Regions from separate parts of the Mus musculus genome. Here regions 2 and 3 are each linked to region 1. Evidence: chromatin contacts called from public Hi-C and HiChIP or PLAC-seq data. All regions are on one chromosome and are shown on one strand. The core of a region is the stretch at or near the end of the contact, and the rest is flanking DNA. Distances in the headings are between cores, read along the strand shown.

Evidence for each region. A called contact is a pair of places that touch in the nucleus more often than the background predicts. HiChIP or PLAC-seq counts read pairs in DNA pulled down with a chosen protein or histone mark.
Region 2: an H3K27ac HiChIP or PLAC-seq map of the HPC-7 cell line shows a contact between it and region 1, with 6 times the contacts expected there. The contact joins two enhancer-like sites. A contact is called at or near these places in 1 of 39 promoter capture datasets (the HPC-7 cell line), 1 of 484 Hi-C or Micro-C datasets (embryonic stem cells), 2 of 115 datasets of contacts at active chromatin or transcription factors (the HPC-7 cell line and neural progenitor cells) and 4 of 9 other capture datasets (adipose tissue, embryonic stem cells, liver and 1 more).
Region 3: a Hi-C map of the HPC-7 cell line shows a contact between it and region 1, with 1.5 times the contacts expected there. The contact joins two enhancer-like sites. A contact is called at or near these places in 1 of 484 Hi-C or Micro-C datasets (the HPC-7 cell line), 1 of 115 datasets of contacts at active chromatin or transcription factors (embryonic stem cells) and 3 of 9 other capture datasets (adipose tissue, liver and pancreatic islet).

Annotation. Positions count from the first base shown.
Region 1 is chr17:30,858,595-30,863,222 of GRCm38.p6, reverse strand. All of the region lies in intron 91 of Dnah8 (dynein, axonemal, heavy chain 8), which reads right to left. Among named protein-coding and RNA genes, the nearest start is that of Gm41561, 2.7 kb to the right of the region's middle. Within about 2 kb of position 1,837, at least 7 of the 459 cell types and tissues checked have an H3K27ac peak or open chromatin away from gene starts, as enhancers often do. A contact at or near this core is called in the HPC-7 cell line, where this site is marked.
Region 2 is chr17:30,472,689-30,477,316 of GRCm38.p6, reverse strand. All of the region lies in intron 6 of Btbd9 (BTB (POZ) domain containing 9), which reads left to right. Among named protein-coding and RNA genes, the nearest start is that of Btbd9, 100 kb to the left of the region's middle. Within about 2 kb of position 2,411, at least 7 of the 459 cell types and tissues checked have an H3K27ac peak or open chromatin away from gene starts, as enhancers often do. A contact at or near this core is called in the HPC-7 cell line, where this site is marked.
Region 3 is chr17:30,507,700-30,512,327 of GRCm38.p6, reverse strand. All of the region lies in intron 6 of Btbd9 (BTB (POZ) domain containing 9), which reads left to right. Among named protein-coding and RNA genes, the nearest start is that of Btbd9, 66 kb to the left of the region's middle. Within about 2 kb of position 2,502, at least 12 of the 459 cell types and tissues checked have an H3K27ac peak or open chromatin away from gene starts, as enhancers often do. A contact at or near this core is called in the HPC-7 cell line, where this site is marked.

The DNA.
Region 1 (4,628 bases), core at 588-3,087:
TAATGAAACACTGGGACCAAAGAGCAAGCTGGGGAGGAAAGGATTTGTTTGGCTTACACTTCCACATCACTGTTCATCTCTGAAGGAAGTCAGGACAGGAACTCAAACAGGGTAGAAACAAGGAGGCAGGTGCTGATGCAGAGGCCATGGAGAGGGGTTGCTTACTGGCTTGCACTGCCTGCTTTTCTATAGAACCCAGGATCACCAGCCCAGGGGTGGCCCCATCCACAATGGCCTGGGCCCTCCCCCATCAATCACTAACTAAGAGCGTACCCTACAGGCTTGCCTACAGTCCAATCTTATGGAGGCATTTTCTCAATTGAGGTTCCCTCCACTCAAATGACTTGTGTCAAGTTGGCTTAAAACCACTCAGCACAGCATCTATGGTCACTCACTCCTTCCTTGCTGTGCTTGTTACAGTGGGAGAGGTGGCCAGGGACCATTCCGCCTGCTCTGCACAGTCTCTCCACTGTGACACACATATCCCTCCCACCTTTTCTAACCCCCTGCTGGTATCCGTAGACTCTCCCTTCCCCCTCCTTCTCCCCTCCCCCTCCCTCCTCTCTCTCTCTCTCTCTCTCTCTCTCTCTCTCTCTCTCTCTCTCTCTCTCTCTCGTGTGTGTGTGTGTGTGTGTGTGTGTGTGTGTGTTGTGTGTGTGTCTGTCTGTCTGTCCGTCCGTCCTTTCCTCCCTCGATCCACCAGTATTTGAACAGGCTTCTCTTATCATTTAAAGAGAAAACAAATCCTTCCTTCCATCTTACAGTGTATTTCTTTTCTTCAAAGTCTGATTATTTCTTAAGAGTACTGGCCATATCATCCATACAAATTCTCTCTCTCTCTCTCTCTCTCTCTCTCTCTCTCTCCCTCTCTCCCTCCCTCTCTCCATTCTTTTCTTTCTCCCCTCTCACTCATCTCAAAATCAAGTTCCCACCTGCACCCCTGGGACTTCTATTCCAATTGGGATCTTCCTGAGAAATGCAGCCAGCCATTTGGGGTTCCTCTGGCTTGACCTCTGGCTCCCCTGGTATTACTTATGACCCCCTTCTCTTTCTGGGGCCCATGCTTTCCTGCTCTCCCTTTCCAGAGCTGTTTGGAGGAGGGTCCCGGTTTGTGTGTTCTGGAGGAGGGTGCTCAGGGAAACTGCAGACTCCCTGTGAGGATGGCTGGGGGGAGGGGGTGGGGGAGAATTACCAGGTTGTGCACTCTGGAGGTCACTGGAGGTTGGGACTTCCTGCATCAGCTGTTGGCATTGAGTGGGTCACACAGACAGATACACAGCCACATCTGTGAGAGAGGAGGCTGAGCCCAAAGGCAGAGCTTGGAGGGAGGGGCTGGCACAAGAAGGGAACCAAGGAAGTGGAGGAAGGAAGCCAAGGTCTAAAATAGTTTCCAGGAATCAGAGAGATGGTTCAGCAGTTAACAGCACTTACTGCTCTTCCGGGGGACCAGAGTTCGGTTCCTAGAACCTACAACGAGTGGCTCGTAACTATCTTTAACTCCAGCTTCAAGAGGGGTTATCAGATTGCTTCTTCTGACCCTGTGTGGACACTAGCATGCATGTGGCACACACATATAAGATAGGAAGGACAGAAGGAAAGAAGGAAGGAAGGAAGGAAGGAAGGAAGGAAGGAAGGAAGGAAGGAAGGAAGGAAAGGAGGGAGGGAGGGAGGGAGGGAGGGAGGGAGGGAGGAAGGGAGGGAGGGAGGGAGGGAGGGAGGAAGGGCAAGCCTTCAGACTTGCCATCCTAGCTGCAGCCAAGGGAACGAAGTTAGCAGAAATGTCATTAACAGGGGTGGCCTTGGAGAAAGTGGTTTTGGTGGTTTCTGATGGCTGACCAAATTACAAGGGCCTAGACAGTTGGCAGCCATATTTGAGGCTAGAATTTTAAGAGGTGTGGCTGACTATGAGCAAGGCTGGTAGCTAAAGTCTCCTCTCATGTGAAGGCAGGGCAGAACTGCCTGTTATCCCTGACAAGGTTTTTCGCTCAGTAGAGTGGGTTCCCCTACTGTTCTGAAACTCAGGCACCCTTCTTGCCCCCCCCCCTGCCCCCGCCAGCCCTCTTTGTGGCTTTTCCCAGGCAGGCTCTGCCTGTGGGCTCAGCCTCCTCTCTCACAGGTGTGGCTGTGTGGCCAGTCAGGACTTCCTGCATTGGCTGTTGGCATTGATTGGTCACATAGACAGATACACAACCTGGTAATTCTCCCCCTGAGCACCCTCCTCCAGAACACACAAACCTGGATCCGCCACCAAACAGCTTGGGAGAGGGAGAGCAAGAAAACATGGGTCCCAGAAAGAGAAGGGGGGAGGCGGGGTCATAAGTAATACCAGAGGAAAAAGCCAAATAACTGGCACGAGGCAGGGAGTTTTTCCTGGTTCCTTTCCAATCCTGAACATCTATTAACCCTTGGCCCACTTTTCCACCTTGACAAACAGCAACTCTTAGGGCTGTTCTCAAAATGAGCGTTCAGAAATTGCAGCCGGTTGGTGGCATTGCTCCAAACACTCACACACACACACACACACACACACACACACTCACAGGGGGTGGGAGGGGACGGGGAGGGGAACGAGGCAACATAACAGGACAAAATGACACATCTCCTTGCTTCAGCACCAGTCCCTCTAAGTGAGAAATCTTGATTCATGTTGGTGAATACGGTGGTAGCGATATCTGCTACAACAGACGGCTATGGCTTAGGGAGACACGGGAGGGGGGCTTGGGGGGATTGGTATCTAAATGGCACCAGGCTCCAGACTGATTTAAGCATTTGGAAAATGATTGTTGCTGCAGGGTTCGATCTAATACAGAGGTGCGAGGCCTGGGGAGCATGCCCGGCCTCCACCATCATGTCATTAGCACACATGAGTCTCTCCCGGCATCAAGTGACAAAAGGCAGCTATTAATTAGAAGGTGTCACAAAGGAGTCAACTGTTTAGCTTGACAGCTGCCTCCCTATGGCTTATCCCTGTTAGTTTAGACACATCCCTACATGTAGGGGACATACACACACACACACACACTCACATACCAGAAGCCAAATCATGTGTACACGGCACCCTGAGAATGGTACACAGGGGTGGGGTGGGCAGCCAAAAATTCCTTTGTGGGCCATGAGAACCACAGCTTTAGAGAGAGTGAAAATTCCACGTGTTCAAGCCTGCCAGGGAACACTAGCAGAAGACAAAGGCCCTCTGGGTCTGCAGAGTCTGCTGGAAAGTAAGTGCACACATCAAAGAAGGAGCCGTGTGGCTGAAACAAACAGCACAGGGTCACCGATGCCGCGAACGTGACCATTTTCATCATCCAGTCTAATTGTCCGCATGGCTGAGCTCATCAACTGTCACAGAAATCATCTTGAAGGGGGCCTGAAAATACCAGGTGAGGCTCTGTGGTGTCTGACACAGCCCCTTCAAGTGTGCTGAACCAAATCAACAACAACAAGGCAAGTGCAAGCAGTGCTGGCTAGGATGCTGGGGTGTGTGTGTGTGTGTGTGTGTGTGTGTGCGTATGAGAGGTGTGCATATATGTCTGTGTATGTTGGGATGGGTATATTTGTATGTATGTATATGTGCATGTATGTGTATGTGTGCATATGTGTGTGTTTGTGTATGTACATGTATATGTGTGTGCACGAGTGTGTGTGTGTGTGTATGTATATGTGTGTAGGTGTGTATGTCTGTATATGTGTGTATGTGTGTATGCATATGCATGTATGTATATGTCTGTGTGCACATGTGTGTATATGTGTCTGTGTGCACATATGTGTATGTATGTGTGTGCATATGCATGTGTGTGTGTGTAATAAAGGATGTCACCTGTCCTTGTGGCATCATGGATCTCAAAGTCACCTAAGCCTCAGAAGAAGGGGCCTGATGGGAGATACCCCAGACAATGTAAGATACCATAGACATTATATGGTGATAAAAATATTTACATGTGGATAAATTTATTTTTAATTCATTACATTTATTTATTTATTGTGGGGGTGGGGGTGCTTGCACGCCACAGCACACATGTGGAAGTCAAAGGGTAACTAACTGGAATTTATTCTCTTCCTACACTTTGGGTTCTGGGATTTGAACTCGGGTCACCAGCCTTAGTCACAAGTGTCTTTACTCTGAGCTGCCATCTTGCCAGGCTCCAGGCTCCTCCTACTTGTGATGACACTTTGGCCTCATTGTTGACAGCGCTGTGTTTTACTTTAACATGGGGGCTGTTATTTTTAAAGCCGCTTACTTAAATGTTTTGAGAGAAAAGAATAAGCTGGTGTTTATCATAGTGGCTACGGAAGAAGACCCACGATCAGGAGATGAGTTGATACCAAAGGAGCTATTGTTAATATCAAAGAGTCCTTATCAGCCTGGACGCTGCCCGCAGAGTCACATCAGACAGGCGTGGGGGTGGGACGAGGAGCTCCCTGTTTTTCAGATGTGGCCAAGTGATGTGGAACAGGAAAGTAATTTGTCCCTTGTGTCAAGAGGAGGAAAAGGAAGCTGGGACTCTATTGCTGTGTACAAAGAGGTGACCCCCAGGCTTCTAAGCAACAAAGCAGAAATCAATCACAGATAAGGGTGTGGGTGTGCGTGTCTAGAAAGGGTAGTGTTGGCTTGAATTCAGTGTGGACTT
Region 2 (4,628 bases), core at 1,162-3,661, 390 kb after region 1:
GTCCAACACAGGTTGTTTTCTACCTCAATTTTAGTACTTAGCGTCAGGTCTCACTACAGCTTGTTAATCCATATCCCATTATGTTTGTGGTGGGCATTAAGACACTACATGAACTGATTCTACTACTTGCCTTGATCCCTTGAATGCACATCATTTTCTTGGTTTCTCTGAGAAATCTCCATGACTATTTAAAAAGAAAACACTTTTTAAAGCCAACCAGAGGTAACCTATGAGTTGTTTAAAGCCAACCAGAGGTAATCCATGAGTTGTTTAAAGCCAACCAGAGGTAACCTATGAGTTGTTTAAAGAAACCTTGAGCCGGGTGTGGTGGTGCACGCCTTTAATCCCAGCACTTGTGCGGCAGAGGCAGGCGGATTTCTGAGTTCCAGGCCAGCCTGGTCTACAAAGTGAGTTCCAGGACAGTCAGGACTACACAGAGAAACCCTGTCTCGAAAAACCAAAAAAAAAAAAAGAAAACCAGAGGTAATCCATGAGTTGTTTAAAGCAACCAGAGGTAACCCATGAGTTGTTTAAAGCCAACCAGAGGTAACCCATGAGTTGTTTAAAGCCAACCAGAGGTAACCCATGAGTTGTTTAAAGCCAACCAGAGGTAACCCATGAGTTGTTTAAAGTCAGCCAGTGGTAATCCATGAGTTGTTTGGCTGTGGCAGTTTAATTCTTGAACAGACTCATGGTCATGTGGTTTTAAATACAACCTGTGCTAAAGAATTCAGATAGGAGAGATTCAGATTCTTTATATTCAGTCTCCCTGTCATGGTTATTAGAGTTGTCTCTGAGTTTGTTTGGTTAGAAGAATTCAGTACATACAGGTCTGAATAAATGTGGCAATAGGTTGAACCAAGTTATAAGAACGAATAATTGTTAAACTAGTTGTTGGCAGTTAAATGTAGAACAAGCAATTAAAAATAGTAAACAAAGGGCTGTCGACTTAGTAAATTTAGATTAAAAACTGCTCTAGATAACAATTTGAGGTCTCTCGAGTTAATAAGCAACATTAGAAGGAGGTTCTGTAGCTAATACCTGTCGATCCTAGATTATACTTGGATTTAGAGTTAAAATCATTTAGAGTCACAGTGAATAATTATATCATTTCTCCCACTCGCCTTTTTTCATTAATGTTGACAATGTACATGTTCCTCAGGAACCACTTAATTTCCCCAAAGTAATTTGTAGTTCTGTCTCTTGGGTTTGACACTTTGGATTCAAGCATTACTTTATTGTAGGATGCTGATGACTTTCTAGAAAGTCAGTGTGCAGGACTAAGTTCACACTCGATCAGAAGATTGTTCCTGTCCACTGGCTACCTCCACACTGTAACTTCTAACATGCACTTTGAGGTTTCATCTGCATCTGTATGGATATGGTCATGGAATAAGCAGTTATCCTGGACAGTGCAATGGCTTTGTTCACACTTGGTTGGTTCTTTCTTCCCGTCTGAGGCAGCCTTCAGGGCCCATGGCTTGGTTTTCCCTAGCTATGGCTCCCATGAGTTCTTAGCACATGCTCAGTGTATGAGACCAAGGCCTGGCAGTGGTAGCCATCACTACCACTCACACTGTAGTGGTGAGAACTTAGCTGATCAGTGTACACACTGGCCATGGAGGCTGGGAAATGTCTTAAGTTTGGTAGTTCCATAGCAGGTAAAGTCCACTAAAGGGAAAAGTGAAAACATGAAGATCTGTTTCTGTGTCATGTTATCCAGTGTTTATGTATGATAGAATTCAGTGTCGTGTTGCCAGTGTGTGAGAGCCAGTATACAAAGTGTTCTTCCTAACTCTACCCAATCCCTATCTCTCAAAAACAGAGGAAGGACTGGCTACCTTGGTATTTTATACCTTCTGAATCAGCAGAAGTAGACAGACTTGCCCTGGGCCCTGTGGATATTTACATATTCACTAGGATCCTGGCCAGGGCTCTTTGTAGAGGATGGTAAGAGGATTTCCACCTTAAGTGAGGGAGAGTACCAGGAGGCCTTTACAGGGGCTCATTTGCACTGTCAGAAGCATCACATCGGTTTCCATGAGTCACATGACCGTCTTTTAAGGAATAAAATTCATCTTGATTCTCGTACAATTCTCTATATACAGAAAATGCACCAATCATAAATCTGTAAATATTCTGATTTATGTGCAAGTTATTTCTTACAATGAAAAATAAGTGATTGGGAATTGTAGTGATCCCTAGGGGAATAATTCCTGATTGTGGTTTTGGTTTGTGTTACAATGGTTTAACTGTTGAGGATCCACTGTGCTGATGCTGTCGGCATGTGTACTGTTTTTATACCTTGTTATAAAACAACTGTAAACTAATAGATCCCTTCAGTGCCTGTGTCAGTATTAAGTGAGGACATCACCAAAGCTGTGTCACTTCTTACTGAGACTGAGCAGACACCCACATCTAGTCGCCTGACTTCCCTTTGTTTGACACTGCCAATCAGCTCAGAGATATTGAACCAGGGAGGGAGGGAAAAGACAGAAGTGATAAATGAACTGTTTTGATTCCAGTGGAGTCCTTCCCTTGGCATGAGTTTTGAAATGTTTAATTAGAGGGAAGAACTCAGCTAGTAAGGTCCCAAACACCGAGTGATTGGATCTGGCAACAGGAAGCTACAGTAATCTTGGCAGGCAGAATTTGACTAGAGTATGGGAAGCTGGTTGGAGGTCCTGGGTTTGTGAAGTGTAGATTTGTGTAGTGGTGTGTGAGTGGAAGAAAGAATCCAGGATGACTGTCTTAGAGCCAAACTTAGACTTGAAGAGGAGGCAGACAAGGCCTCAGCACGCACCACTGGGCCACGTGCTGGCACTGGCATAGTCTTCTAAACCTGATAGCAATGCATAGTTTAAAGACACTTATGTGTGTTTATTGCAGAAAACTTAGTATAAATTCCAACAAAATTCTAAGCTTGCCTTTAATCTCAGGACTTTCAAGGCAGTTGTAGGTGAACCTTTGTAAATTCCAGGCCAGCCAGGGATATATAGAGAGACCATGATTCAAACAACAACAAAACAAAAATAAAAGGCAAAGACAAAAAGAAAATAAGAAAAAAATTGATCTTGAATTCAGAGATAACCAAGCCTAAAAATTTTGTGTTTTTTCCTATAATTTTTTTCTTGGAGATAGGGTCTCATATGTACTGCAGTTGGTCCTCAAACTCACTGTGTACCTCAGGATGACCTTGAATTTATAATCCTCCTGCCTCCACTGCCCTTGTGCTAAAGTTGCAGGCCTGTGTCACTACACCTGATTTTATGTGCTGCTGGGCTCTGGACCAGCATGAATTTATGAATTGGCTTGGTAGATAAGCAGTCTTCTAACTGAGCTATATCTCCAGCCTCTTGTGTCATTTATTGTTTTTAAAAATTAGATCTACAAACAAATATGACACACACACACACACACACACACATACACACACACACACACACACACCAGTGGAGAGGTTGCATGAATTTTATTTAAGATTTTACCCAGAATATTTGCTATTTTAAGTCAGTTATATGGCAACATTTTTACGGGGTCTCTTATTGAACATATAGGCCATTTCTGTAATTTTTTGTTTGTTTTTTGAGACAGGGTTTCTCTGTGATGGAACTCACTCTGTAGATCAGGCTGGCCTTGAACTCAGAGATCCACCTGCCTCTGCCTCCCAAGTGCTGGGACTAAAGGTGTGTGCCACCACTGCCCAACTGTAATTTTTTTTAAAGAAGTGCTTGGAAATGCCAGTGGCATCTTTGTCTGCAGTTTTGATTGCCATCTTGGGTTGTGTACTAGTCTGCAGCCTGGATGTAGGCAACAGGAACGCACCCGGTGCTCACTTGGGTGAAGAAGCCGCACTTGGCTCTATAGTCGGTGAAATGGCTGAGATGCAGTATATATTTACTGAATTTCTGATGAATCTCATATTGTATAGCCCAGACTTGGAAGACTCACTTGTACTAATTTTGATAATATTTTTTGAGACCTGGGACCCACTAAGAGTAAAGGAAGCCAGGCGTGGTGGCGCACGCCTTAATCCCAGCACTTGGGAGGCAGAGGCAGGCAGATTTCTGAGTTCGAGGCCAGCCTGGTCTATAGAGTGAGTTCCAGGACAGCCAGGGCTATACAGAGAAACCCTGTCTCGAAAAACAAAAAACAAAAAACAAAAACAAAACAAAACAAAAGAGTAAAGGAAACGTCCTTTTTTCACGCTGGGATGCTGTGCTGGAAATACAGAGCTGTATTGGCTCCCAGAGAGCTTCTTTTTAGTTGAATTACGCTAATTGAATATAGTGCTCTTCAAAAAGCGTACACATTGGTCTTCATCTCCTTTGCAGCACTGCTCGAAAACGCCCCACGCTGGTTCTATTAGCCTCCTTTTCAATTGAGTGTCCTTCTTCTCAGTTTGTCTCACATGTCTTAAAAACTAGAATGTACGCTCTTATGGATAAAGAACGGTTATTTTCAAATCTAATCCCCTCCTTGCGTAATGACACATGATTATAGGTTTTCAAATGTTCCTTAACCAATTTGGTGCTTTTTGTAGTTATTGAAGATCCCTTTAGCTGCAAGTGAGAGAAAACTGACTCAAAGGTTAAAAATAACGAGGAAGTCCACGTAACAGGTATTTA
Region 3 (4,628 bases), core at 1,253-3,752, 350 kb after region 1:
GAAAGAGGAGGAGGAGGAGGAGGAAGAGGAGATGATGATGGTGATAAAGTCATGACTGACTCAGGTTATAATGGTTGCAGCAGATTGAAAAATCAGCAGCGTATGAGTGTAAGCATTTGGCCTAGGTGGCAGCACAGCGCATTTGTGTGTCATTAGAGGCAATAGGAACGTGACTCCTGAGCAGATTCTCATGATTCCAGCTGTGCTTTCTCCCTCAAAACTCCAGGCAGAGGGAGAGACCTGCCTTCAGGTGGGTCTCCAGGCAGAGGGAGAGGCCTGCCTTCAGTCGGGGTCTCCAGGCAGAGGGAGAGGCCTGCCTTCAGTCGGGGTCTCCAGGCAGAGGGAGAGACCTGCCTTCAGTCGGGGTCTCCAGTTTTAGAACCAGGCTTTCCCTTGGGCACTCATCCCCTCTCCTCCCCTCCCCTTTTCCTTTTCTTTCCCCCTCCCTCCCTCCCTCCCTCCCTCCCTCCCTCCCTCCCTTTCTTCCTTTCTAAAAGTCTCCTCCGTGGACCTGACTTTGACAGGGTCATTTTGTGCTCTGCTTTTGTTTTAGTCCATGTCGTAGTTGCTGTTCAGTTGCTGTAGCAAACATTCGGCCAAATACCACTTAGAGAAGAAAGCTTCAGAGGGTAAGCCCATGAGAAGCTGCAGCCAGGCATGGTTCTAGAGGAGCAGGAGCTGAGAGCTCACCTCTTTTCCCACAAGCATGAGGCACATGCATGCATGCATGCACGAACTCAGTTCTGCATGGGAAAGCCCAAAGCCCAGCCTCGGTGTCAAGCTTCCTCCCACAAGGCCACACCCCCTAATCAAGAAGGTCTACCAACTGAGAACCAAACATTCAGATAACATGCACCCATGGAGGCCATTCTCAAGTCAGACCACCGCAGTACGTTGGCTCCAGACCAGAAAGCTGATGGAGCAAAGGTGCCCTAAGAGAGGGTGGGAATGAGAGGAGGGAGGGGCCTCAGGATCAGCATCAGTTAGAAAGCTTTAAAGACGACGAGCATTTTAGTTTTTTGAGACAGGGTTTCTCTGTATAGCCCTGGCTGTCCTGGAACTCACTTTGTAGACCAGGCTGGCCTCAAACTCAGAAATCCGCCTGCCTCTGCCTCCCAAGGGCTGGGATTAAAGGCGTGTGCCACCATGCCCGGCAATGAGGACAAGCATTTTAACATGTCTCCTGCATTGCTTCATAAATCGTTCGTCAGCTTAGGTGTTTGTTCTAACAGCAGTTTAAGATAAATCTAAGAATTAGACCTTACTTGACTATCCAAGGATGCTTTGATTCCCTTCAGAATCATTTATTGACTGCTTAAACAATGTTCTAAATGAACTTCCTGTGGGTACTTCACTCTGCAAATACTTCCTTAGTGTGTAAGGGTTTAATTTTTCTTGTGTTAGTTAATTTGTGTATTTGTACATATGTCACCTTTGTTGTTTAGTGTCTTTTGTGTTGCTTTGGTTTCCCTCAGAGTAAAATTACAAGCTTTTAGAGGCATAGAGTGTGGGTTCTAAGTCTTAGGATTGTCAGACAGCACTCAGACCGTGACACTGTGCTAGGCGGCCACTCTGTACCCAGTGCAGGTTCATGGTGTAAGGCGCTGACTGACGGTGAGAGATGAAGTCTGCATTGCCTTGAACATTCACTGTCCATCTGAGCAGAGCAGTCGTTAAGAGGGTCTGAGTGGTGGCAGACTCCCTGAGCTGGCAAACAGCTCTACTTTTTTAGGGCTTGTTTTCTGTAGGAAACTGAAATTTGAGGTTCATGTTGAAGGTTTTTAATGCTTTGTATGGATGGCAGATTTCATCTGTTAAATTGAAAAAAGTGGTATTTTATCAATCAAGGCATGGGAGATTTGACCTACACCTCTTTCTGAGACTTAGGTCAGTCAGTCGGCATTGTGGAACCTGTGCTGTGCTGCAGATGGCGCTCACCCCAACCCTGGCTTCAGTTCACACCCTTGCTGTGGTGAATCTGTGCCTCACTGAGCATGCTGCCCTCACCAAAAAGGAGCAGGAGCCGTACTCTGTGAGCTCGATAGTTACTGAACGGGAGAACCGCACCCTGTGAGCTTGATAGTTATTGAGCAGGAAGGCTGCTTGTTTTCTACAGAGCAGACTTTTTTTTTTTTAATCACCCTTTGAGAATCTGAGCTGTTGTTTGATCTTCAGAGAAGGTTGGCATCTTTGGCACATTGGCTTTTATTAAGATGCCACTGTGCCTTTTCCTAGCAGCCAAGCCTGTGAGTGCTTCCCTGTACTGTCCTGAGCCTGCCACAAACAGTATCTTAATAACTAATAACTAATGGCTTGCTCATTTTTGAATGTTTACAGCAGGTTTTGTATATTTTTGGTTCTGAGAAAACACATAACATAACACTAGGTCTGCCATGCCTCTGCCTGTGCGGGGTAACCCTGGCAGCGTCCGCCTGGCATGGTGGTGGTTGCGTCTCCTGGCAGTAAGGAAGCGCCAGCCTCACACCACAGTTATCACTTCAGTGATGATGAGTGGAAGGAAGTGACTGACCTTTCTGAACCCTTGCCAGGAGTGGTGTGTGTGTGGTGCTGTTCTATGTGCACCAAAGTTTTACTAACACCAGCTCCTCCTACCTTAACCCTCAGCTGGAGCTGAAGAAAAGCGACTTGCAGTTTATCTGTGTGCATCTTTATCCTCAGACCAAACCTCACTGTGTCACTTGTAAGAACTTTGCATTGATAACGACTTCTCTCTCTCTCTTTCTCTCTCTCTCTCTCCCCCCCGTGTGTGTTTGTGTGTGTTATGTGAATTGATACTGCAGTTAAGTGTTATATTGATGCTTTATGAAAATAAAATTTTAATTTTTAAATATCAGTCACCCCTGTCAGTGTTTTGAAATACTTTTTACTTTTATATCCTGCTCAGGAAAGTGGGCTAATGCTAAAGAATCCCAATGCTACAGAATGCTACATATGTTTCTAATCCTTTAGAAACTCTTTGAAATCAAATGTTGAATTTAGGCAGACTGTGGTGGGCTAGGTTGGGACAGTTGAATTAGTGATCGCACCCCTGATGAGACAGGTCTTGCTTCTTGTAGCAGGCACTTGATTCTCTACCAATGCTTCCCTTTGATGCCCGTTGCTTGTTTGAATAACTACTGTTTCCTTTCCCTCCTTATTCCCATTTTCTTAGAGCAAGAAATTATTATGTGTCAAGTATGTCGCAGAAAAAGGAAGGGGTGTTGCAGAACATTTGCCAGTCTGTCTTCTAGTCTCAGGGGTTACATTAGAGGCCTTCGGTGATGATAAATACCTCACTAGAGGGGCTCTGTTTTTACTCAGAACAGGGATTTAGGCATGCTTCACTAGCCCAGGAAAGAAAATTGTCTTCGTTCGTTCGTTCGATCGTTCGTTCGTTCGTTCACTGCTTACTCATTCAGCAAATTAGCACCTGCTTTGTGCTCTACACTGTACTCAGTCCCGAGCTTGTAACACTGATAGATGTCAGGGTTTCTGCACTCATCAGTTGAGAGTAGCATATACACAAATTTATAAGTACGGGTCACTGAGAGCAGGCATGTATTTTTGAGTAAGGTTGCCAGGGTGGTAGTGTTGTAAGCGGAGAGACAGGAGATGCTATGATCTCGTCTCTGCTCTGAGCATGTAGGCCTTCTTTGGTATATGGAGAATGTTGTTCATATTAGCTAGTCTTCTGTGGGAGCCTCATTAGATGTGTACTAAAACTGTAGCATTTGTTGGGGTAAAGCACTTGAATCTCTTTTATTGCCTCCATCTATTCCGTCTCCCCTCCTCCCTGCTGTCATTGGCTGTGACATCCCCCCACCCATTCTCATTAGATTATAGTACCTTCACAGGGCTGTAGATCTAGGGGACAGGTACAGCAAATGAGGAGAGAAGTGTTTCTATTTATGGGGCGTTCTCTCCTCGCCACACTAGCAGTGCATGGATGTGTGTGTCTGGTCAGCCTCCACTCCCTCTGCCCCATCTCATCCACTAACTGGGCAGACAGAACATTTGTTTGCTTTGAAAGGCAAACACTGGCATAATTGGGCAGTTCACCCCGAGGCTTTAGATCCCTAGTCAGTCACGCTGAGTCTTACTCTTCTCACAGGACCAGAAAGCTCAAACCTTTGCGAAATGCCCTATTTAGACATGGAAGAGTGGGAAGGGTCCCACTTTGAAGAAGTAGCCATTTTAGCAAACACAGTTTGAATTGTTCCTCTACTTGTAACTTTGATGTCATAATTGAACTAGCACTGAACAGCCTACTGGAGGGGAACATTTATTTTCTAAGAATGTAAAGCAAAACATAGCCACATGGTGTCACTAAATTATAACAATTTTACTTAGCGCAGAAGAGAATTTAAAATGATTTTAAAAATATAACTGTATTTAAATATAAACTATTCTGAAGTCTGTGGTTTGTGAAATAGCACGTGAAACTATTTGTACTGTTTAAGTCTCTTACTGATGGGAAGCATTAATTATGCCCAGTCTGTGGGTGCCCACTGTGTGCCAGCTAACTCAGGAGTCATGGGCTGCAGAGTAGAGGGCACGTGGGCTTCTGTAGTAGTTATTCTGGCTTCTTACAAATCAGGTTTTCAGGCATTCTTCTGGAACTTTGAAAT